6 separate regions of the Sus scrofa genome follow, and all the other regions are linked to region 1. A link is a contact called in public Hi-C and promoter capture Hi-C data. All regions are on one chromosome and are shown on one strand. The core of a region is the stretch at or near the end of the contact, and the rest is flanking DNA. Distances in the headings are between cores, read along the strand shown.

What was found. Promoter capture Hi-C pulls out the DNA fragments that hold promoters and counts their contacts. Hi-C and Micro-C count contacts between places; a contact is called where the count stands out from the background.
Region 2: a contact with region 1 is called in a promoter capture Hi-C map of fetal liver, with 2.5 times the contacts expected there. The contact joins the promoter of EHD2 here to the promoter of NAPA in region 1. A contact is called at or near these places in 4 of 5 promoter capture datasets (fetal liver, fetal skeletal muscle, liver and 1 more), 9 of 47 Hi-C or Micro-C datasets (brain, embryonic fibroblasts, epiblast stem cells and 5 more) and 2 of 2 datasets of contacts at active chromatin or transcription factors (alveolar macrophages and skeletal muscle).
Region 3: a Hi-C map of skeletal muscle shows a contact between it and region 1, with 5 times the contacts expected there. The contact joins the promoter of NOP53 here to the promoter of NAPA in region 1. A contact is called at or near these places in 1 of 5 promoter capture datasets (liver), 4 of 47 Hi-C or Micro-C datasets (epiblast stem cells, heart right ventricle, liver and 1 more) and 1 of 2 datasets of contacts at active chromatin or transcription factors (alveolar macrophages).
Region 4: a contact with region 1 is called in a Hi-C map of heart right ventricle, with 2.4 times the contacts expected there. The contact joins the promoter of SELENOW here to the promoter of NAPA in region 1. A contact is called at or near these places in 2 of 47 Hi-C or Micro-C datasets (embryonic fibroblasts and heart right ventricle).
Region 5: a contact with region 1 is called in a promoter capture Hi-C map of fetal liver, with 2.2 times the contacts expected there. The contact joins the promoter of CCDC9 here to the promoter of NAPA in region 1. A contact is called at or near these places in 2 of 5 promoter capture datasets (fetal liver and liver), 2 of 47 Hi-C or Micro-C datasets (heart right ventricle and liver) and 1 of 2 datasets of contacts at active chromatin or transcription factors (alveolar macrophages).
Region 6: a contact with region 1 is called in a Hi-C map of liver, with 6 times the contacts expected there. The contact joins the promoter of DHX34 here to the promoter of NAPA in region 1. A contact is called at or near these places in 3 of 47 Hi-C or Micro-C datasets (epiblast stem cells, heart right ventricle and liver) and 1 of 2 datasets of contacts at active chromatin or transcription factors (alveolar macrophages).

Annotation. Positions count from the first base shown.
Region 1 is chr6:53,273,507-53,276,971 of Sscrofa11.1, forward strand. NAPA (NSF attachment protein alpha) reads right to left here and starts at 1,732. Exons shown (of 11, transcript NM_001244384.1): 1 at 1,545-1,732. The coding sequence starts at 1,642.
Region 2 is chr6:53,421,467-53,424,974 of Sscrofa11.1, forward strand. EHD2 (EH domain-containing protein 2) reads left to right here and starts at 2,023. Exons shown (of 6, transcript XM_003355959.4): 1 at 2,023-2,219.
Region 3 is chr6:53,442,031-53,445,511 of Sscrofa11.1, forward strand. NOP53 (glioma tumor suppressor candidate region gene 2 protein) reads left to right here and starts at 1,423. Exons shown (of 12, transcript XM_021094646.1): 1 at 1,423-1,683; 2 at 2,110-2,174. The coding sequence starts at 1,460.
Region 4 is chr6:53,468,991-53,472,176 of Sscrofa11.1, forward strand. SELENOW (selenoprotein W) reads left to right here and starts at 1,573. Exons shown (of 6, transcript XM_021094647.1): 1 at 1,573-1,825. The coding sequence starts at 1,798.
Region 5 is chr6:53,063,724-53,066,757 of Sscrofa11.1, forward strand. CCDC9 (coiled-coil domain-containing protein 9) reads left to right here and starts at 1,454. Exons shown (of 15, transcript XM_021094629.1): 1 at 1,454-1,675.
Region 6 is chr6:53,129,667-53,133,190 of Sscrofa11.1, forward strand. It overlaps DHX34 (probable ATP-dependent RNA helicase DHX34), which reads left to right and starts at 1,527. Exons shown (of 18, transcript XM_003127246.5): 1 at 1,527-1,632.

The DNA.
Region 1 (3,465 bases), core at 482-2,981:
CCGCACTTGAATTTCTCCCTTGCGAGGGAAGAAGAAACACCTGTACCCTCTCCCCGCCCTCAGCCTCTCAAATGAAACATTGCTCACCTCATGGGTACAACCCATCAGGCCCCAGTGCCTCTCCACCCCCAGCTCAATTCTAAGCCCTTTGCCTGCCCTCTTATTCAATACTAGCAGCAAACATCTGAGCTAAATTTCATCACTAAGAGCCTCTGTAATGGGGAAAGTAAAGAGCTTGCCCAAGGTCAGGAAACGGCAGAGCCCACTTCAACCCAGGGCTTTTGACACCCCTCAGTCACGAACATTTCTCAATGGGTAGCCATCAGAAAAGCTTTGATGGGCTGACATGAACTTTATGTGAAAGGCCTGCCACACTGTGGGTGTTGGGTCTGTGGCCCAGCCCCCTTCAGCCCTCTCCTGGGCATGCTGCTCATCCTGCTCGCACTGCCCGCCCAAACCTCACTCAAGGACCATTCAGCAGGCCTTCAGCCCCTTCTGGTTTTCTCATCTCTTCCCTTTTTTTTTTGGGGGGGGGGCTAATCCTGTGGCATAAGGAGGTTCCCAGTTTAGGAGTCTAATCGGAGCTACAGCTGCCGGCCAGTCACAGCCACACGCCAGATCTGTGCCGCATCTGCAACCTACACCACAGTTCACGGCAACGCCGAATCGTTAACCCACTGAGCAAGGCCAGGGATCGAACCCAAAACCTCAGGGTTCCTAGTCGAATTCGTCTCCACTGCGCCACAATGGGAACTCCTCTCATCTCTTCCTTTTATCCTCCCCAGTCCTAAACCGAGCCAGCTCCACTGATTTCCCCCCACGCCCACTTGGTCTCCAGTCTCCCAGCTCAGGCCTCATCAGCCTTCGCTCCATCACCCCAGGGAGGCCTCCGCCCAGATCTCACCCGGGTGTCAGATCCCCTGATACTAGTTCCCGGCAACCAGGACCACACTCAGCCCAGACACCTCACACACCTCAGACCTGGGCTCCTCACTCCCAGGATCACCTAAGCCCTGACCCTGAGTTCACACAAATCCACCACCTCAGGACTTGGAAAGGTGAGGCCCTAGAGCGGGAGAGCTCCTCAGTCCCAGGCCTCAAGACGCCGGTCTGAGATCCTTCAAATAAGTCCTCCTAGAGCTTCAAAAAGCTGCTTGACCTGGCTGCCCTCCCAGGCTCCCTCAATCTCCGCAGGCCAGGTTCCCCGCAAGGCCTCAGACCATTTCTTCACCCCAGCTGCTGCTCTGGCCCGTCTTCAGCCTGGGTCCCCTTGCCGCCTCCAGATGGTGTCACCCTGGCCTGGGTGTCCTCAGCCCAGGGTAATGCCATCTTCTCAGTCTCTCCTCAAACCATGATGCCACTGCCACACCCGGGGCCCCCTAGCCCTCAGCCTCGTCCCCTCTGCTGACTTAGACCATGTCACGTAATCCAGTGACGCCCTCCATCCTCGAGGCTCAAGCCCTTCGTCTCTACCGCCGCCTCAGCCCATGACTCCTGCGTCCTCTCAGCGTAGGTCCCGGCCGACTGCCCGGCGCAGTTCTTACCCAAAGAGGCCCGAGAAAAAGGACTGCGAGTTCTTCACTTTGCGCTCCGCCTCGGCCAGCAGCGCCATCGCTTCCGCTTCCTTCCCGGAGTTGTCCATGGCGGCGGCAAAGGTACTCAGCAAACCGCCGAACCCCAACCCTCGGAGGACTCAGCCGCGGCAGAGCCGCGGTACACAGGTCGGGGGAGCTTAGTGGGCTGCGTTGACGTCGCTCCGGCGCGCGCCTCCTGCGCCCCGGCACCACGTGCTCCGCGCTGGCCAACCAGCGGCCTCGTAGCGCGGCGCGCGCCCCGCGGGCCCCGCCCCCCGCCAGCTGCCTTACACCGCCCCGTGACTCTCAGTTTCCAATCGGCGACCTGGTGCTTGGACGCATGCGCAAGAGTCCGCGCACTGCGCTCGCCTCGCTTCCGGAAGCTCGGGGTGACGGCCCATGTGATTCAACGCCAGCCAATCGTAGTCCTCACCGCCAAGGACCCTTCCTCCTCCCCGCAAGCTCCTCCTCGAGGTGTTACCTGGCTGGATCCGCCTCCACCAATGAGCACCAGACCCTGGCTCCGCCTGTACCTTCCCCGGTGGAATTTATATCCCAGTCAGCTGACCGATGCCTCTCACGTGACAGCTCCTGGGCCGTGCGGGAAGTTACGACCAAACCACGCCTGGGTTTGACAGCTCCGTTGCGCAGTAGTTAGTCCCCGCCTCCGCTCCTTATCTCCTATTGTCCTTCACTTGTAAAGGCGTCTGTGGCGAGAAGGAAACTGGTCTTCTTGTTCTTGCGCCCTCTGTCGACCTATGCTGAAACTGGCTTGGGAAGGGCAGTGAAGAAAGCATACCTCACTTTATTTGTACTTTAATTACCCTTTGCAGATACTACGTTTTGGACGAGTTGAAGGTTGTGGGAACCCTGCCTTGAGCAGGAGTGTCTGCGCTGCGCTGCTTCCCAAACAGCATTAGCTCATTTCACGTCTCAGTGTCACGTTTGATAATTCTTGAACTACTTTAAATGTTTTCATTACTACATTTGTTAGGGCGGCCTGTGAAGAGTGATCTTTGATGTTACTACTACGACTGGCTAAAGGCTCAGATGACAGCAATAAGTACTTTTTTTTTTTTTTTTTTTTTTTTGTCTTCTTGCCATTTCTTGGGCCGCTCCCGTGGCATATGGAAGTTCCCAGGCTAGGGGTCCAGTCGGAGCTGTAGCCACCGGCCTACGCCAGAGCCACAGCAACGCGGGATCCGAGCCACGTCTGCAACCTACACCACAGCTCATGGCAACGCCAGATCCTTAACCCACTGAGCAAGGCCAGGGGTCGAACCCAAACCTCATGATTCCTAGTCGAATTCGTTAACCACTGAGCCACGATGGGAACTCTAGCAATAAGTACGTTTAATTGATATGTACTTTTTTTTTTTTTACACAATACTATGGCACACTAACAGACTCAGGGATAGTGTAAAGGTAACTTTTATATGCACAGGGAAACAAAAACTCCTGTGACTGGTGTTATTGTGGTGATCTGCAACTGCACCTGCAGTGTCTTTGAGATATGCCCATAACTGAGAGATAGAGGCAAAACTGAGAGCAGAGGTTCTAGCTCTGGTTTCACTTAAAAAAAAAAAATGCTGGTGAGAGTATGGTAAAAAGTCAGGTTCAACCATGTCTAGCGTCCAGATCTTAGGTTTTAATACCATCTCCACTAAAAGGAACCAGGGGTCCTTGGATAAATGGCTGGGCAGGAAATCATACAAGATGAGCCTGGAGCTTCTTGTACATCCAGAAAGGAAGTCTCTCTGCCTGCATCTCTGTCTCTCTGTCTCTCTCTCACACACACACAAACAAGATGGGGTATGTCAAAGAGACGCAAGAGCCACCTGAAAGAGCTCCCAATAGTCAAAGCTGGAATATTTTGAGCAACAAAGTAGCG
Region 2 (3,508 bases), core at 773-3,272, 150 kb after region 1:
ACAATCACTGGAAATTCCAAAACAACCGCAGTGTGAGAACATTGGCAATTCCTCTTGGTGACAGTGACACACGTCCTGCGGATGCTATTGTGCTTTTTGGCTCACATTCACGGTGGATGGAAGCCCTGAGTTTCAGTGAAAAATCCAGATGTCATTTTCTCCCCTTCCCAGTTCACGGACCCACAAGGAAACAGCTGGCTGAGAAGCCCCAGGGGCAGGAGTGAAAGCGAGGCTCTGCCCGCGGGCAACCTGGGCACAAATCCTCCTTCTTGTGCGCCTCGGGCCAGAGAGAAATTGCTTCCCTGTCCCTTGACTTTTCCATCTGAGAAGTGGGGTTAATCAACAATAATAATAAGTCCTCGCCTCCTGGGGGGAGGGAGGGAGACCATCCATGTCAATCTTTCATTTATTTATTTTTTTGTCTTTTTGCCTTTTTCTAGGGCCACACCTGTGGCATATAGATGTTCCCAGGCTAGGGGTCGAATCGGAGCTGTAGCCACCAGCTTACACCAGAGCCACAGTAACATGGGATCTGAGCCGCATCTGCGATCTATACCACAGCTCATGGCAATGTCAGATCTTTAACCCACGGAGCGAGGCCAGGGATCGAACCCGCAACCTCATGGTACCTAGTCGGATTCATTAACCACTGCGCCACGACGGGAACTCCATGTCAAGCTTTTAGAATAGAACCGCAGGAGGCGTTCTGTGGCGGTGTAGCAGGTTAAGGAGCCAGTGTTGCCACTGCTGTGGCATGGGTTTGATCCCTGGCCTGGGAACTTTTGCATGTCATGCGTGCAGCCAAAAAAAAAAAGGTCACATACATACTGTGGCCCTTGGTGATAAGTGCTAGGAGGGTAAACGAAGTAGGAATTAGGAATGGGGAGGGGGCTTCGAAGAGCAGGGTAGGGTGCTGGAGGTGCCTTTTGAGTAAAGACTCAAGGGAAGCGATCCTGTGAAGCAAGAACCAAGACCCATTTGACAGGTGGGGAAACAGGTTTGCAGGGGCAAAGTCGCTTCCCAGGGGTTAACCCAGATCTGGATTATTAGAGCTGATGCTTAAGCACTTGCTATGAGCCAGGCGTGTGGCTAGGCCCTGAGCAAATCTCTCTGGGTTTTCGGAATTCACTTCCCCAGAGCTCAGTTGTCTCATCTGTGAAATGGGAACAATTAAGACCTTCTTCTCAGGGGTATTCCAAGAACTCGATGTGCCAATACATGCAAAGAGCTTAGAGCGGTGCCTGCACATAGGAAGCGCTTGGTAAATGGTCAGGGATTAATTCAACAAACATATGCAGAGCCAGAGGAAGACACAGCAGGGAACCACCCGGTCTGAAGTCCCGGTTCTCACCGGGCTCAGGTTCTCACGGGGGCTCAGGTTCTCACGAGGGAGACCCTCGCTGAAGCGGGAAAATGGAAAATATGTAGACGGCTGATAAAGACGCTGGGGAAAAATAAAGCCCCCATGATGGATACAGACGGTTGGTGCTGCATTAAACAGGAAGATGAGGGAGGGCTTCTCCGAGGAGGTGACGTTTGGGTAGAGACCTGAAGGAGAGGTGGGTCCTGGGGAGGTGGGGGCGGTGGGGAGACGTGTTCCAGGTGGAGGAACAGCATGAGCAAAGGCCCTGAGGTTGGAGGGTGGTTGGTGTATTTGAGGAACAGCGAGGAGGCCAGTGTGGCTGGAGGGAGTGAGCCACGGGGAGAGAGGGAGGTGAGGGCAGAGGGAGTTGGCAGATGGGGCGGGGGAGGGCAGAGCCTGGCGGACCACAGTGAGGACTTTGGCATCTAGGTTCGTGAAGAAAAGCCCGGGAGGCTTGTGAGCAGAGGGGTTTCATGAGCTCGCATATGTTTTAAAATTTCTAGTATTACTTATACTAATAAATTATTACTATTCCCTTGTTAAGAGGGAGAGATGGAATTTGAACCCGGGACGGGAAGCCCGCGCGCTCACCCATCTCGCCAAGGCGCCCTGCCACTCCCCACCAGGGGGCGCCAGAGGCCGAGCGCCGGGTTTGGGGAGGGGGGGGCGCCTCGTCCCGCCCGCACCCCGGCCCCTCCCGTCCCTCCTCCCGGTTCTGGGCCCCACCCGGCTCAGACGGCTCCGGACGGGACTTCGAGCACAGGCCGCTCCGCGGGCGCCTCGGATCCCCGCGGGACCCCCCCCCACCTTCCCGCCCAGCTCGGTCGCCGGGTGCAGCCGCCTGCGCTCCCCACCGGTGAGTAGCCCCGGATCGCAGCTGTCCCCTCCCAGCCTGCGTCGCGGAGTCCCCGAGCCTGCCCTACTCGCCAGGGACCCTCAGTCCCCACCCCAGTGCGTGTGTAACGGTCTCCTGGGTTCCTGGGTTCCTCCCGACCCCTATCGGGCCCGCTCCTCCCAGCCCCTTCCAGACCATAACAACGTCCCCTCACTCGCCTCCTTCCTTCCAATGTTTCCCACTGCCCCGTCCTCTGGCCGGAGGAGAGCCCCTCCTTGGGGATCCTCCTCATCCATCGGTGTCCTGTTTGGTCCCTCTCCTGCCCTCGCCCATCCCGGTCCAGCCACCCCAAGGCGCCTTCCCAAGATGTCCCCTAGATCCCTCCGCAGGACACCCCCCCCAACATCCCAGATCCTGACTCCAGCCTCTCCTTTACCTCCCTGCCTCACCTTCCCAAATTCTTTTCCTTTTTTTTTTTTTTAGGAGCATTATGATTTTATAGATTTTAACATATTTGGGTTGCAGTTATTTTTAACATTCAAATTGTCCCAACTTTGGCCAGTGGCAGTCCTGCCAACCCAGGTCTGTGTCCCTGTAACATGCCCCGTCCATGTTTGAGCACCTCCCCACTCTCTGATGCAGGCTCGTCCTATCCCCGCCTCAGCCCAGGAATCAGCCATTTCTCCAAGAATCCTCAGTTTCTTTTTGTGGAAAATGGCATTTAGAGACACCAATCTGATGGAAAGTTGGTTCTGTGAAAAGATCAGTAAAATTGTAAGCATCTACTTTGACTGATCGAGAGGGAAAAAAAGAAAGGGAGCAAAGACCCAAATGAGTGATACCTGGAATGAAAGAGGGGACATCACTACAGATCCTACAGAGGATGAAAGGCCAGTGAGGGAATGCTGAGAACACGGTCTGGGTGCTGGTGGTGCTCGTTGCTGCCGGGTTGATACTTCTCCCTCCCTCACCCCTTAGACTGCAGTCTCTGTGGTCAGGTTGCCTGGAGTCCTGGCTTGAGCACTTTCTAGCACAATGATCTTGGCAAGTTATTGCTGTCTTCCTGAACCTCTGTCTCCTTGTCCGAAAAGTGGGGAGAATAATAGCCCTACCTTACAAAGTTGGTGTGGAGATTACATGAGTTAGAGCTGGGTCTGGCATGCAGTGGTCATAAATGTTATTCTTCTTGTGAATGCCTATGCCCCCCTGGGACAGGGGCAATCGTTCAGTCTCGTTTCTCACCCCTGATCCTTGAGCCCCTGTGTCCAGCGACCCTGTCCAGGCATGTCACAGCTCCAGGCCATGACACA
Region 3 (3,481 bases), core at 173-2,672, 170 kb after region 1:
GGCTGGGGGGCGGGATCGCTCTCCCTGCAACCCCCTGGGAAGGAGAGCCCAGGGCAGGACCTCAGGGGGGCTCCCCTCCAGGCTCTCCGGGGTGGAGGCCATGACTCAATGCGGCGGGAGCCTGATGACTCAGGCCCGGGCTGGGGGCCAGACCGACATATTTTCCAAAGAAAAGTTTCTCTGGGGCCCTCCCTCCGGGACATCCCTCCCTTCTACCTCCTGCCGCGGGGGCCTGGGAACCAAGCCCTGGGGCGCCCGCGCGCGCGCGCCCCCGCCCTCGTCCACCCAACCTAGGTACACAGCTCTTGACACGTAACACTGGGGACCAACGGGCACTCGGAGGGGAGGAGGGGACGCTGCCCAACAGGACCGCCAAGTGTGCGCTCGCTCACGCCCGGGGGCTCTGGCCTCCGCTCTGCAGCGGACCCCGCTCGCGGTCCGCCGACTCACACCCAGGGCCACACCCACGGCGCCCCGGGACACGCTGGCCTCGCGCCCTTCCCGCCCACGCTCGCGCGGTGGCGCAGCTCCCGGCGCCCCCTGGCGGACACCCTGCAGCAAGGCTGGCTGGTGGCGACTGCAATCCCGGTCCCAGGTGGTAGGTGATCAGGTCTCCAAGGGCCACAATCCGGGCCTATCACCTTCCCGATGCGGAGTTGCGCTGCGTGGCGCCTTCCCGCTCTGTACCTTTTTCCTTCTCGAGTGGAGAACGGCCTTTAGGAGGCTCTCGATCCCTATGGATGGTTGCCAGGGCCCCTGAGCTTCCTTCCTTATTTGTAAACAGCAAAAATTGATTGTAAGATGAAATCTCAGGGAGTGAGGCAGTAACAATAGCTAACAATGAGATGCCACGCACAACCTTAAGGGCTTTGTATGTATTACCCTGTTTTAGCTCCAGAATAACCTATGAGGCAGATGTACCATTACCGCCCCCATTTCACAGATGAAGCAAATGAAGCACTGCTCCGTAGCTTAGAAAAGACTCATTCGGAGCCTGCGCTTCTAGAGTTTCTAACATTCCTCGCATGTAACCTTCTGTGTTCCCAACCTTGACATTCAAAAAGCTCTCGGATTTCCAAGATTCTTAGGGTTGGAACGTGGAAAGACGCATTTTGAGACTGGAACGTGTCTTGTGCCAAATCTGTCATGGTTCTAACTTTTCTTAAGAAAACTAGATTGTTTTGAAATAAAAAAATTAAAAATAATACTCAGATTTTAAAAGTATCCCTGGGCGGCCGGGAGAGGTGCGTCGCTGAGAGCTAGAGCCCCAAACTTACAACCTGGATCTGACCCGAATAACAGAGGAAGAAGGGCGGCCTCCACGCCCCTCTGCGGCTCCAGCCACCTTACCAAGATGGCGGCCACCGGAAGGAGGTCATGGGAGAGGGCGGGGGGCCGGCGCGCGCATGCGCGAAGTCGACTTTCAGGGTGCTGGCGGCCAAGTGCTTCCTTTAACAAGATGGCGGCGGGAAGTAGTGCCGCTGGCGGTGCGCGCTGCTCAAAAAGCGAGGCCGACTCTGGCTTCCTGGGGCTGCGGCCCACTTCGGTGGACCCAGCCTTGAGGCGGCGGCGGCGAGGCCCAAGAAATAAGAAGCGGGGGTGGCGGCGGCTCGCTCAGGAGCCGCTGGGACTGGAGGTCGACCAGTTCCTGGAGGACGTGCGGCTGCAGGAGCGCACGAGCGGGTGCGTGGGGCGGGACTTCCGGGAGCTGAGCCTGGTTCTGGGTGGCGGGGTGCGAGGCCGAGCTGCTGGGGGGACTTCCGGGGGTCAGGAAGCGCGGGTCCCGGCAGCGCTGGGAAGTGGCGGGGATGGGGACGTGATAGGTTTACCGGTTAGAAGACTCCCAGTTAAATTAGAACCTAGGTAAACAACGAATACATTCTAGTATTACTGTGCCCCTCGCCCCCACCCAAGCTTAGCGCGTTTTAAGTATTAAGTTCCGCAAAGTGGAGGGATGGGGCCCTGACCTGGAGGGGTCTCATGGGGGAAGAGCGTGTCCGAATGAGCATAATGGGATAGCTGGGCCCTGAGGGGTTAAATCTGCACCTTCTGCAGCAGTTTGCTTCCTCCCAACTTCTGTGGCTGATATTCTGCGTTTGCATTTCCCAGTGGCTTGATATCAGAGGCCCCGGATGAAAAACTCTTCTTCGTGGACACTGGCTCCAAGAATAAAGGTGAGGAAGGGTGGCATCGTGTGGTCACGATTAGTCGTTATCTAGTTCATCTCAACTTGTGAAAGAATCTGTGTTAATGATGTGGCTTGGGTGACAAACAGCTGCTGAAAAGGGTCTTTACTGTAGACTAGAAGGCCTGGAATGAACAGAAAGCAAGCTAGAGGAGTTCCCTGGCGGCCTAGCAGGTTATGGATCTGGCTTTGTCACTGTTGGGGCGCAGGTCATGGCTGTGGTGTGGGTTTGATCCCTGGCCTACGAACTTCCGCATGTTGCAGATGTGGCCAAAAAAACGCAAGTTAGCAACTACCTTCAAGAACTCATTTTCTTTTTGAGGTTTTGGAGATCTCAGTGGCCAGAGAAGCCAGCAGCAGTGTGCGCCGATGAGTAAATAAGACATAAATTAGGAGGTTAATTTGCAGAAAAGCAAGTCAAGGCTGGGGGGTGAGAAATCAGGCCCGTTTTGGTTAGTGAGGTATGCTTTAAAGAGAACAGAAGGGAGTGCCCATGGTGGCTCATCAGTAATGAATCTGACTAGCATCGCTGAGGACGTACGTTCGATCCCTGGCCCTGCTCGGTGGGTTAAGGATCCGTCATTGACATGAGCTGTGGTGTATGTCACAGGTGTGGCTCAGATCTGGCGTGGCTGTGGCTGTGGTGTAGGCCGGCAGTGTAGCTCCAATTTGACCCCTTGCCTGGGAACTTCCATATGCATGGGTGTGGCCCTAAAAAAAAAAATAAAATAGAGCAGAAGTATCAAGTTGATAGAGAAGGTATGAAACTCGTTTTAACATGCTTGCTTTAATCTGCCAAGATGCAGCGTGGGGACATGCAGACACTAGTGGAGGAGAAGCATGTTAGGGTTTGTTTTGGTGAGTGGCAGGGTTTATTGTCAATGTCTAGAAAAACAGACAGAGTAAGCCATCTGCTTTAAGGAGGGGGTAGAAAAGCTAAGAGGTCCATCTGCTTTCATGAGCAAAAGTCAGGCTGCTATAACAGCAGGATAACCTTTCTTTCTTTCTTTTCCTTTCTTTTTAGGGCCACACCTGTGGCACATGGAGGTTCCCAGGCTAGGGGTCGCATTAGAGCTGTAGCTGCTGGCTTATGTGAGGTCTGCGGCCCACACCACAGCTCACGGCAATGCCGGATCCTTAACCCACTGAGCGAGGCCGGGGATCGAACCTGCGTCCTGGATGTTAGATTCGTTTCCGCTGAGCCACAACGAGAACTCCAGAATATCCTTCTGAACATGAATGAGATCGGTCAAGGGGTCCAGTCTAAGGAAAATGAGGGGATCTCTGAGGAACAGG
Region 4 (3,186 bases), core at 323-2,822, 200 kb after region 1:
ACTTCTGGCCTCTAGAACCGGGAGATAAATTTCTGGGGTTTAAGCCACTCAGTCTGTGGCACTTTTTTTTTCTTTTTCTTTTTAAAACCCTATTTATTTATTTATGTCTTTTTGCCATTTCCTGGGCCGCTCCCGCAGCATTTGGAGGTTCCCAGGCTAGGGGTCGAATTGGAGCTGTAGCCACCGGCCTACTCCAGAGCCACAGCAACAAGGGATCCGAGCTGCGTCTGCAACCTACACCACAGCTCATGGCAACCCGGTCCTTAACCCACTGAGCAAGGGAAGAGATCAAACCCGAAACCTCATGGTTCCTAGTAGGATTCATTAACCACTGAGCCACGACAGGAACTCCCTGCGGCACTTGGTGATGACACAAAGGAATACAGATGTAATGTGGAGAAGGCATCATTTATGAAACAAAATTTCCCCTAAAACGTGCTGGAGCTGATTCCTGGAGGATGAACAGGATCAGGCAGCAGGAGAGGTGGGAACAGCACATGCAAAGGCCCAGAGGCAGGTGACTGGGTGAGGTCTGTGATTTCACGTAGCTAGGGCACTGAGAGGGCCAGAAGAGAACCAGGAACCAGGCAAGGGCAGAATAGCTAAGCTTGGCTTTTTGTTTTGAGACCCAGGAAGCCTGAAAAAGATCTCTATTTGTGGGACACGGACTAGTCCAGCTTTGCCTTAAGTATTCTACATTATAGGCTCATTCTGTCCTCCCAAGACCACAGAGATCAGAGGTCACTCTGCCACCAACGGAGGTGGAGTGGCACTTCAGCCTTGTCTGCCAATGCCTGAATATCTGGTCGCAGCAGTGAGGCCCAGAGGGCAAACACAGAGCTGTGGCTGGAAAACCTTGGGCAGAGCTAATTTTTACTAAGCTGCTCCTCTTGTTTTTCCTCGGGCGTGAACTCACTGAACGCTCCCGTCACCCCCTCAGGGGAAGGAAGCCCTATTTCATGTTGCTTCAAATCTCTTTTCCTCTCTAGCCAAATCACTCCCTTGAGGGCGGGGCTCTTGTCTATTTTTTGTTGCTGTTATCTTCGGAACGTAGGGCTTGCAAGCAGTACCCCACACCTATTGTTAAATCGGTAAGTATTCCCGGAAGGCGATTATGCCCATCCTCCAGACGAGGAAACTGAGGCTCGGAGACAGCATCGGTAGCATAAAGACCTTAACTCAGCTGCCAGCTGCCAGGACGTTCCACGAACCCTCGCCGCGGGAGGCTGGAAGACACTAAAAGGGGAGATCGCAATGCTGATCAGGGGCGCCCGAGTACCGAAACAGACTTTAACAAGGTAGCCGGACCCTGGAGCGCTCACTGGAAAACTTAGCTTCAGGGGCCTCCCCTCCGTACCCCGAACTCTTTCAGATTCTGCCCTCTGGCCCTCCCAGCCTCCCCCAACCGGCTGGCCAGTCTTCACTTGCATTCCATTCCCGCCAGTAGCGGTTGGCCCTGAACCCCCGCCCCATGAGCCATACCATTCCGCCCCGGAGGGGGGGATCGGGGAGGGTACGCACAGAAGCGTCTCCCGGGACTTCCTCTGTCGGGATGCTCTGTATCCTCACAGGGGAGAGAAGGGAGAGTTGTATGAGGGCTCAGGGTGGCGGCCGCAGGAACCCCCCGTCCCAGCGGTGGCGCCTGCTCCCCTCCTCCGCCCTCCCCCGCGTTGGTCCGCGCCGTGGAGCGCCGACTAGCAGGCTCTGTGCGCATGCTCCGGCCGGGGGCGCAGACCTCGCCGTCCTTTCTGGATTTCGGCTCGGTGTCCGCTGTGCTGCGGGTGCTAAGTCCTAATCATGGTGTCGCCGTTCGAGTCGTCTATTGGTGAGCACGAGGGCCAGAAATCCTCTCTCCGACCTCCACTCGGCCCCGTCCTCCGTCCCGGCTGAGCTGGGCGCTGGGGACATCGGGGGCAGAACACATGGGATCCGTCCGAGAAAAGGGATTCCGGCGTGGCGAGGTGGGCCGGGCGGGAAGTGGGGCGTCGATCCCCATTCCGACCCAATTGGTGACATTCTAGATGGACATCCCGGTCGTAAAAGGTAGTACTGAGACACATGTATCCGCTTTATACCCCACTCCGACCCCCGATTCCGGGACTCGATTTGGCAGCCTGTGGGGTCGGTTTGTAATGGAAAGGAGCCTCCTCAGCGCTTCCGTTTCCCCTCCCCAGTACCGCGAACAGCCGTGGGTGGGGCTGGCTAGATCGAGAAGGTTCGAGTTCGGGCTGTGTTGGAAAGGACTTAAGTGCATACGCGGATGCCATTCGTACTAATCTCCTTTGCTGGCCTCACTTTCCCCTTCTGTGGACGGAGAGCGAGAGAATATCTTAATAGTTACCTCGGAGGGGGTGCTTGATCGGAGCCAACTAAATACGCTTTGTGGTTCTGGCATCTGTGGCTGTGCAGGTATGCACAGGCGTGGTGGCATGTGGTGGCTCCCAGAAACCCCTTGGGTGGGGCATTCTAGCTCCGTTTTACAGATGGGAAACCAAGCCTGGGAGTGAAGCGGGGGGGGGGGGGCCGAATCAGCAGCTTGTGGCCCAGACTGCACATCACAGGGGTAACCCGGATGTAGGGTCCCTGGCTGCCATGTCTGCAAAATGTCCTCTGGAGGCACAGCCTGGGTTTTTGAAAGACTCAGATCTGTTAGGAATGTCAAGCAGAGGGTGGAATGACATTTTGAGCAACCCTCCCCGACGCCGGGCCTGTGCCCAAGACTCCAGTCCGAAATAGCCAGCCATAGCCGGCTCTCAGGGTCGGGAGGCGCTTCGATTTCATCCTGAGGTCTGGGGGTCTTGGGAGTGCAGGGATAATGGTTTCCCTTAGATTCTTCCAGGAGCTGTGGGTGGAGATGCTATTTCAGCAGTTCTCGTCCTAACCCACTTCTCTGTGTTGCCTCCCTCTCTTCTCTGGCTCATGCTTGTGTTCTCTCCTTGTTCCATGTGCTGCGCTCCCCCCCCCCCCCCATTTTTGTCTCCCTTGTGGTTCCTCGTTCTGTGCCCTGCCTCCCCATTGTTGCTGCTCCGAACACTCGTTGTCTTTCCTCTCTCGATGGTGTCTGGCCCTCCTTGGTTTTGTCTCCTGTTCCTCTTCATTTTTTCCTGTCCCCTGACCCTAATCCCTCCTTCTCTGTCCTGCCTGCCCTTCCCTCCTCTTCCGGTCACGCACTCTCCCTCTCCTGGA
Region 5 (3,034 bases), core at 204-2,703, 210 kb before region 1:
TGGCTCTGGTGTAGGCTGGCGGCTAAGCTCCAATTAGACCCCAGCCTGGGAACCTCCATATGCCGCAGGAGAGGCCCTAGAAAAGGCAGAAAGAGAAAAAAAAAAAAATTGGAAGAGGAAAAAGGATGAGAAGTATGTAATTTTCAAATGGGTGGTTTTAAGGAAGGCCCCTAAGAGGAGGTGACATTTGAATAAAGAGCTAAAAATGATATAGTGAATTTGGCAGGTATTTGGGGGAATTTTAAGAGAATTAAGTTATATGCGTGGAGAAGGTCTCTGAAAGGCTGTTCCCAATAACTATGTAAGTGGCAGGTGATTGCCAGGTACTTCCCTTTTCCACGATTTAAATCACAAAATGAAATTACTGGCCACCTCAGGGAATCCAGCCTCCCACTTATGTCATCCCCTGTAAGGGTGTCCCATCACTTTTTGTTGTTGTTGTTCTTTTCTAGGGCCGCACCCACTACATATAGAGGTTCCCAGGCTAGGGGTCTAATCAGAGCTGTTGCCACCGGCCTACGCCACAGCCACAGCAACGCAGGATCTGAGCTGCATCTGCGACCTACACCACAGCTCACGGCAACGCCGGATCCTTAACCCACTGAGTGAGGCCAGGGATCGAACCCAAAACCTCATGGTTCCTAGTTGGATTCATTTCCGCTGAGCCACGACATGAACTCCACTGTCACATTTATTATCACTTGTAATAACATGTTAATTATGTTTGTTTTGGTTAATGCATGTTACCCTCTGGACTCTAGGCAATCCAGCAGATCTTTCTCTGAGCTTCTGCAATTCCTAGAATGCACCAAGCTCACTCATCACAGGACCTTAGCACAGGCTGTGTGTCCTCTGCCTGGGCGCCTAGCCCCCTCACCCTCAGCCTCTCTTCCCGTCCCTCTTGCAAGCCATCTCACACATTTTTGTTTTCTGTTATTTCACATATACTTACGTCTTCCCTCAAGAGGACAGGGATGGGGTCTGCCTTGTTCATCATTTTGACACGCCCCCTCACGCCCAATTCCCCATCCTCCCAGCACAGAGCCTGGCACTCAGTGCTGACTGATTTTTTGCTGTGTCCCCGCCACGCGGAAGTTCTGAGGCCAGGGATAGAACCTGAAGTACAGCACCGACACCACCAGATCCTTAACCTGCTAGGCCACTAGGGACACCCTCAACGCTGATTTAGAGGGTGAAGGAAGGATTCTTTCGGTTGAAAATTTTGTCTCTACAACTAATTCTAAGGTTTCATTAGCAGAAGGGTGGGGGAGCATCCACCCCCTGCACAAGCTGGTAAGTCAGGATTCCAGGTTATCATTGCCCAGGGCAGGGCGCCGATTTACTGGAACCAGGAAAGGGGAGAAACAGGAAGCAGGTAGAGGCCAGAGAGAGAAGACGCTGTCTCCTCCCCCTGGAAGGTGGTCGTTCAGGCAGAAGGCAGTACAGCAAGCTTCCGGAACACCCTTGTCGACCCGCTTATCTCACTTTGCGCCTCTACCCAGACGCGAGCGGCGCCTTTAAGGCTCCCGGAAACGAGCCAGAACAACCGGAAGTGACCCTCGTTAGTTCCCCTCTTCACGTGGTGCGGGCCGGAAGTGACGCGCGGGGCCCGGGAGCTGCCGACGCGGAGGCCGACGGAGCCGGAGTAGCGGACGCCGCGGGGTCTCCGGGACAGGTGACCCTAGGAGGGGGCCGGGAGCGCGCCCGGAGAGGGCGGGGCCTGATGCCCACGTGGGGGAGCTGGCGCGAGCGCAGGCGGGGTAGCGAGCAGCCCGCGGGGGCGGGGTCAGATACTCTGCGGGGGGCGGGGACTGGACGCCCACAAGGGAGGCTAGGGGTGGGTGCTGGCTGGGCGGAACGTCGGCGGGTGGGCAGGGCTGGGGTGGGCCAGTCTGCGGGCGGGTCCGGAGTGTAGGTGGGCAGCTGAGGGCGGGGCCCAAAAGTTGTGCCGGGGCTGGGGGCGGGGCCAATGGAAGCCAGCGGTGCGGGCGGGGCCGGGACTCCCGGCGGAAAACGCTGGGGGCGGAGCCAGAAAGTTTTTCCTGTCCTGAAAGTGGGTCCTGGAAGTCAGGGGTGGATCCAGAGGCTGATGCGACGGTGAGGGCAGGGCCAAAAAGAAGCGGGGGAGCTGTGGGCGGGGCCAGGTACTGGCTAGGAATGATGAGGGTGGAGCCGGAAAGTTTTGCAGGCGCCAGGAGCTTCCCCACAATGTGGTGAAGCTCGCCGTGGAGCTCGAACCTTGCCTTGGGGCGCGCCGGGGGCGGGGCCAAATATTGGCGCGACGAGGCGGGTGCAGAGTCCGGGGCGTGGCCAGGAGGTTGGCCGGGCAAATCGTGTAGGGACCACAAATGTTGACTCGTGAGCTGGAGGCGGGCCTGGTGTAATAACGCGAGAAGGAGGGGGCGGGCTTAGGTTGCAGCCTGGGGATCTAGGGGGCGGGGCCAGAGTGTTGGCTGGGAAAATCCGAAGCCGGGTTGAGGGGCGACAGCTTCTTGACGCGAGCGTGCGGGCGGGGTCGGAAAGTTTTGGCTTTGCCCGGGGTGGGCCGGTGGCGTTCCGACCGGCTGGAGAACGGAGCTTTTTCCCTGGAAAGCCGCAGGCGGGCCAGAAAGTTTTGACCGTGTAGAGGCGGGTACAGTATTCTCTAGGGAGGTCGCATCAGGCCCAGGAAGCCTCGCCAGTGAGTACTGGGTCTGTTTGGGGAATCTTTATAGGGGTGCGGGGAAGCAGGGGCACCTTTCTTGGGATGCTGGGGGCAGCGAATAAGGAGTGCGGTTCAGACTCTTTGAGTGTGGGGTTATGAGACGGTTCTGAAACTCCTTGGAAAGAGCCAGATCTAGACTGTTAACGGGGATGTGAGCGGCACCAGAACGGGCACAGGGAGTTGGGCCTAGAACTTTCTTGTGCAGGTCGGGGGAGAGGCTCGTTACCTAAAGCTCTCTTGGGATGGAGACCCGAGGTAAAACTCCCAGCATAGGGGTGTGGAGACTGAACTAGAATTTTCGTTTGGAAGAGAGCAGTGTCGGATGTTTCC
Region 6 (3,524 bases), core at 277-2,776, 140 kb before region 1:
TGTGAGCAGCATTTGGAAGTTCCCCGGCCAGGGAATGAAGCCGAGCCACAGCAGGGACAAGGCAAAATCCTTAATCACTATACCACCAGGGAACTCCCCGAACCCCCCAAGTTTGTAGTCATTTTGGTGGGAAAGACAGATTAAAAGAAATAGGATGTCAAGCAGAACTGCATTCTTTATGGAGAGAAACAAAGCAGGAAAGGGCTAAGGAGTGATTCTATTTAAAGTAGTGTAGTCAGGAGTTCCCATAGTGGCTCAGCAGAAATGAATCCGGACTAGGAACCATGAGGTTTTGGGTTCGATCCCTGGCTTCGCTCAGTGGGTTAAGGATCCTACATTACCATGAGGTCGCAGACTTGGATCCCGCGTTGTTGTGGCTGTGGTATAGGCGGGTAGCTGCAGCTCCGACCAGACTCCTAGCCTGGGAACCTCCATATGCCACAGGTGCAACCCTAAAAAGCAAAGAACCCCCCCAAAAAAAAGTAGCATAGTCAGAGAAGACATCTCCCAGAAAGTAACATTTGAGCAGAAAGCTGAAAACTGTGGGGCTGCAAGCCATGATAGTCCCTGGGGAGAACATTCTCCGTAGAGGAACCAGTAAACGCAAAGATGACCTCAAGCTAGTGAGGGAGAATATTAACTCAGGTTGTCAGTGTAGGAGCCTGGGCTTCCATGCATTCTTTGATATGGCCTTTGATTAACATTTGTGGCCTAAGGGCTCCAGGGAGTAACATCCCACAGGCCTTGTTTACTACAAGGAGTGTACCTACGCCCAGGTGGATTTTAATCCCTAATCCCCTGTGACTCGGGTTACGGGAAGAAAAGGTCAAAGAAACAATGACATTTATGGGACATTTCCACCCCTAAGGCCCTATTGGACAGGGACTGATATAGGTAATTGAACAAGGCCACTGGGAGAAAGCGACATCTTTCCGGACCCCAGGTTGGTACCCCCCCATCTTTAAGGGATAAAAACCCCTATAGGACAACAGAGAAAGGGGGCTCTTCTCCCCCACTCCCAGCAGCCTGGGAGCTATCTGCTTTCCTTTAATAAACACTTTGCTTGCTTGCTGCGTTTGTGTTCGCGGAGTTCATTCTTCAACTGGATGAACAAGAAGCCAGATTCCTGTATTATCTTTCAGGTATCACTAGGACCTCCAAGACGGAAATCCGGATAGTCAGGTTGTATCACTTATTAGTGACTTCATAGGGTGAATTGTACATTAACAGAATTACGCACTAATAATTACGAACTATAATAAAGAAAACACTCATGGGAGTGTTTCAATAGTGTTTGGGCTCCAGCCAGCTTCCCAGCTGGGCTAAATACCCGGACCTCCGACTGGTCCGGGAGGGCAAGAGGCTCTTCAGGCGAAAGGCAAAGCAAACCACCGTGCTGCCTTTCCCCGCCCCAAGACGCTACAGCTTCCTCCCAGGCTCCGCCGGAAGGGAGGCCGGGCCTGAGAGCGCCGGACGCAGGCGCAGACGGATTACTGGAAGCTGCCCACTGGGTCCTCCCTCTGCGGCGGGGCGGGGCTGGGCTGTGAGGGTGGCGTGCGCAGGCGCAGAACCGGCTTCGGGCGCGTGCAGGGCAGTGGGCGGGAAGTTGAGCAGATCGCTGTGGTTAGTGAGGTGAGCGGTCGAGCGGCTGCGCTGGGTGTTGGTGGTGGCGCCGGGAGTTGGGCTGCGTCCCGGGACAGCTTGGGAACGATGGGAGGGGTAGAGAGAAATCCCGAGATGAGGACATGTGCCCGAGGAGGCCGAACGGCGGGGAGAAGTGGACCGAGATGGAGCCTGAGCGTTCCCTGGGGGTCGGGGAGGCTGAAAGGAGTAGTGTGAGCGGGGCTTAAGTCCTGGGAAAGGAGACGCTAAGGCTTTTTACCAGGAAGCAGCGTTTATTCGTGCAGGCACTGGCTTGGTGGATTAGTATCCAGAGGCTGAGCCCCGAACGGCGCTGCCTTACATACCCCGCTTGTTTTTCCGCTACGTCTAAGTTTCTTTGTCCCTCTTATCAGGAATACTCTTAAGTTTTAGGCGGACAACTGTAGATGCGCTTGCGCTCAGGGATATAGAAGTACGCATGCGTGTCAGATGGAGGCGGTGCAGCACGGCTTCTTCCCTTTGATCTGGGAGGGCACGGCCCCCTCCCGCTACAGTAGAGGCACGAAAAGAATCTTCGACGCATTGAGGGAGCCAAAGCCAGGAAGGTTGAGAGCTGAAAACTAGCGAGGTCCAGAGCAAGAGGCTGGTGGGTCCCAACGAGAGAGGTTCACAGGGACTGCGAGAGGAGTTCCCGTCGTGTCTCTGGTTAAGGAATACGACTAGGAGCCATGAGGTCGTGGGGTTCTATCCCTGGCCTCGCTCAGTGGGTTAAGGATCTGGCATTGCCGTGAGCTGTGGCGTAGGTCATAAACGCGGCTTGGATCTGTTGTGGCTGTGGCGTAGGCCGGGGACTACAGCTCCGATTAGACCCCTAGCCTAGGAGCCTCCATATGCCGCGGGAAGCGGCCCTAGAAAAGGCAAAAAGAAAAAAAAAAAAAAAAGACCAAAAGAAATAGAGGGGAATTTCTGTAGTGACTCAGCGGTAACGAACCCCACTAGTGCCCATGAGGATGTGGGTGCAGTCTCTGGCCTCGTTCAGTGGGTTAAGGATCTGGAGTTGCTGTGGCTGTGGTGTAGGCCAGCAGCTGCAGCTGTGACTTGACCCCTAGCCTGGGAACTTCCATATGCCGAGGGCGCGGCTCTAAAAAGACCAAAAAAAAAAAAAAAAAAGGAAATAGACCCAATAGGATGACAGGTTAATGAAGGAAATAGAGACGAATCAGGAGAGGCCACTGGGTAATAGAAAGATGGAGCCGGTGAAATAGGGAGAACCTGGCAAGAGCTGACAGAGGGATTGAAAAGAGGCAGCTGAGGGATCTGGGAAAGAAAGCAAGAGATGAGCATGGAGGAAGATAGGTGGGAAACGGGAGATACAGCCAGACGAATGAAGAGATTAATTCTGAGGATGCAGAGAGCAAGTAGAACCAAGAAGACAGTGTCAGATTGAAAAATGGAGAATTACACTGAAAATTGGAGATAGGAAAATGAAGCCTGAATCCTCAGATTGGAATTGGTCATCTGCCGCTTACCACTTAATGAAACGCTCTCTGGCTCAGATAATGTTAATAGCACCTTCTTTGGGTTGTGAGAAAGGTGTATATATAGACTGTGTGTGTGTGTGTGTGTGTGTGTGTGTGCATATGCATATAAATACATGAGTGGTTTAGAACAGTACCTGATAAATGGATAAGCCGTAAGTAAATGCTGGCTATTAAAGCTTCAGACAACTGGGAAACAAAATTTTAGGTGGAGAAATGAAGCGGGATGAGGAGATGGTTAGGATGGAGGAGGAGACAGTGATAGAGCCCAAGACGGAGAGTCAGGATAAAAAGAAAGTCACACAGAAAGCCAGGCTTCTGGTTCCGAAGAAAACCAGAAAGTCAATTGGAGAACTCAAGCGAGATGGAGTCAAATGGAGGAAA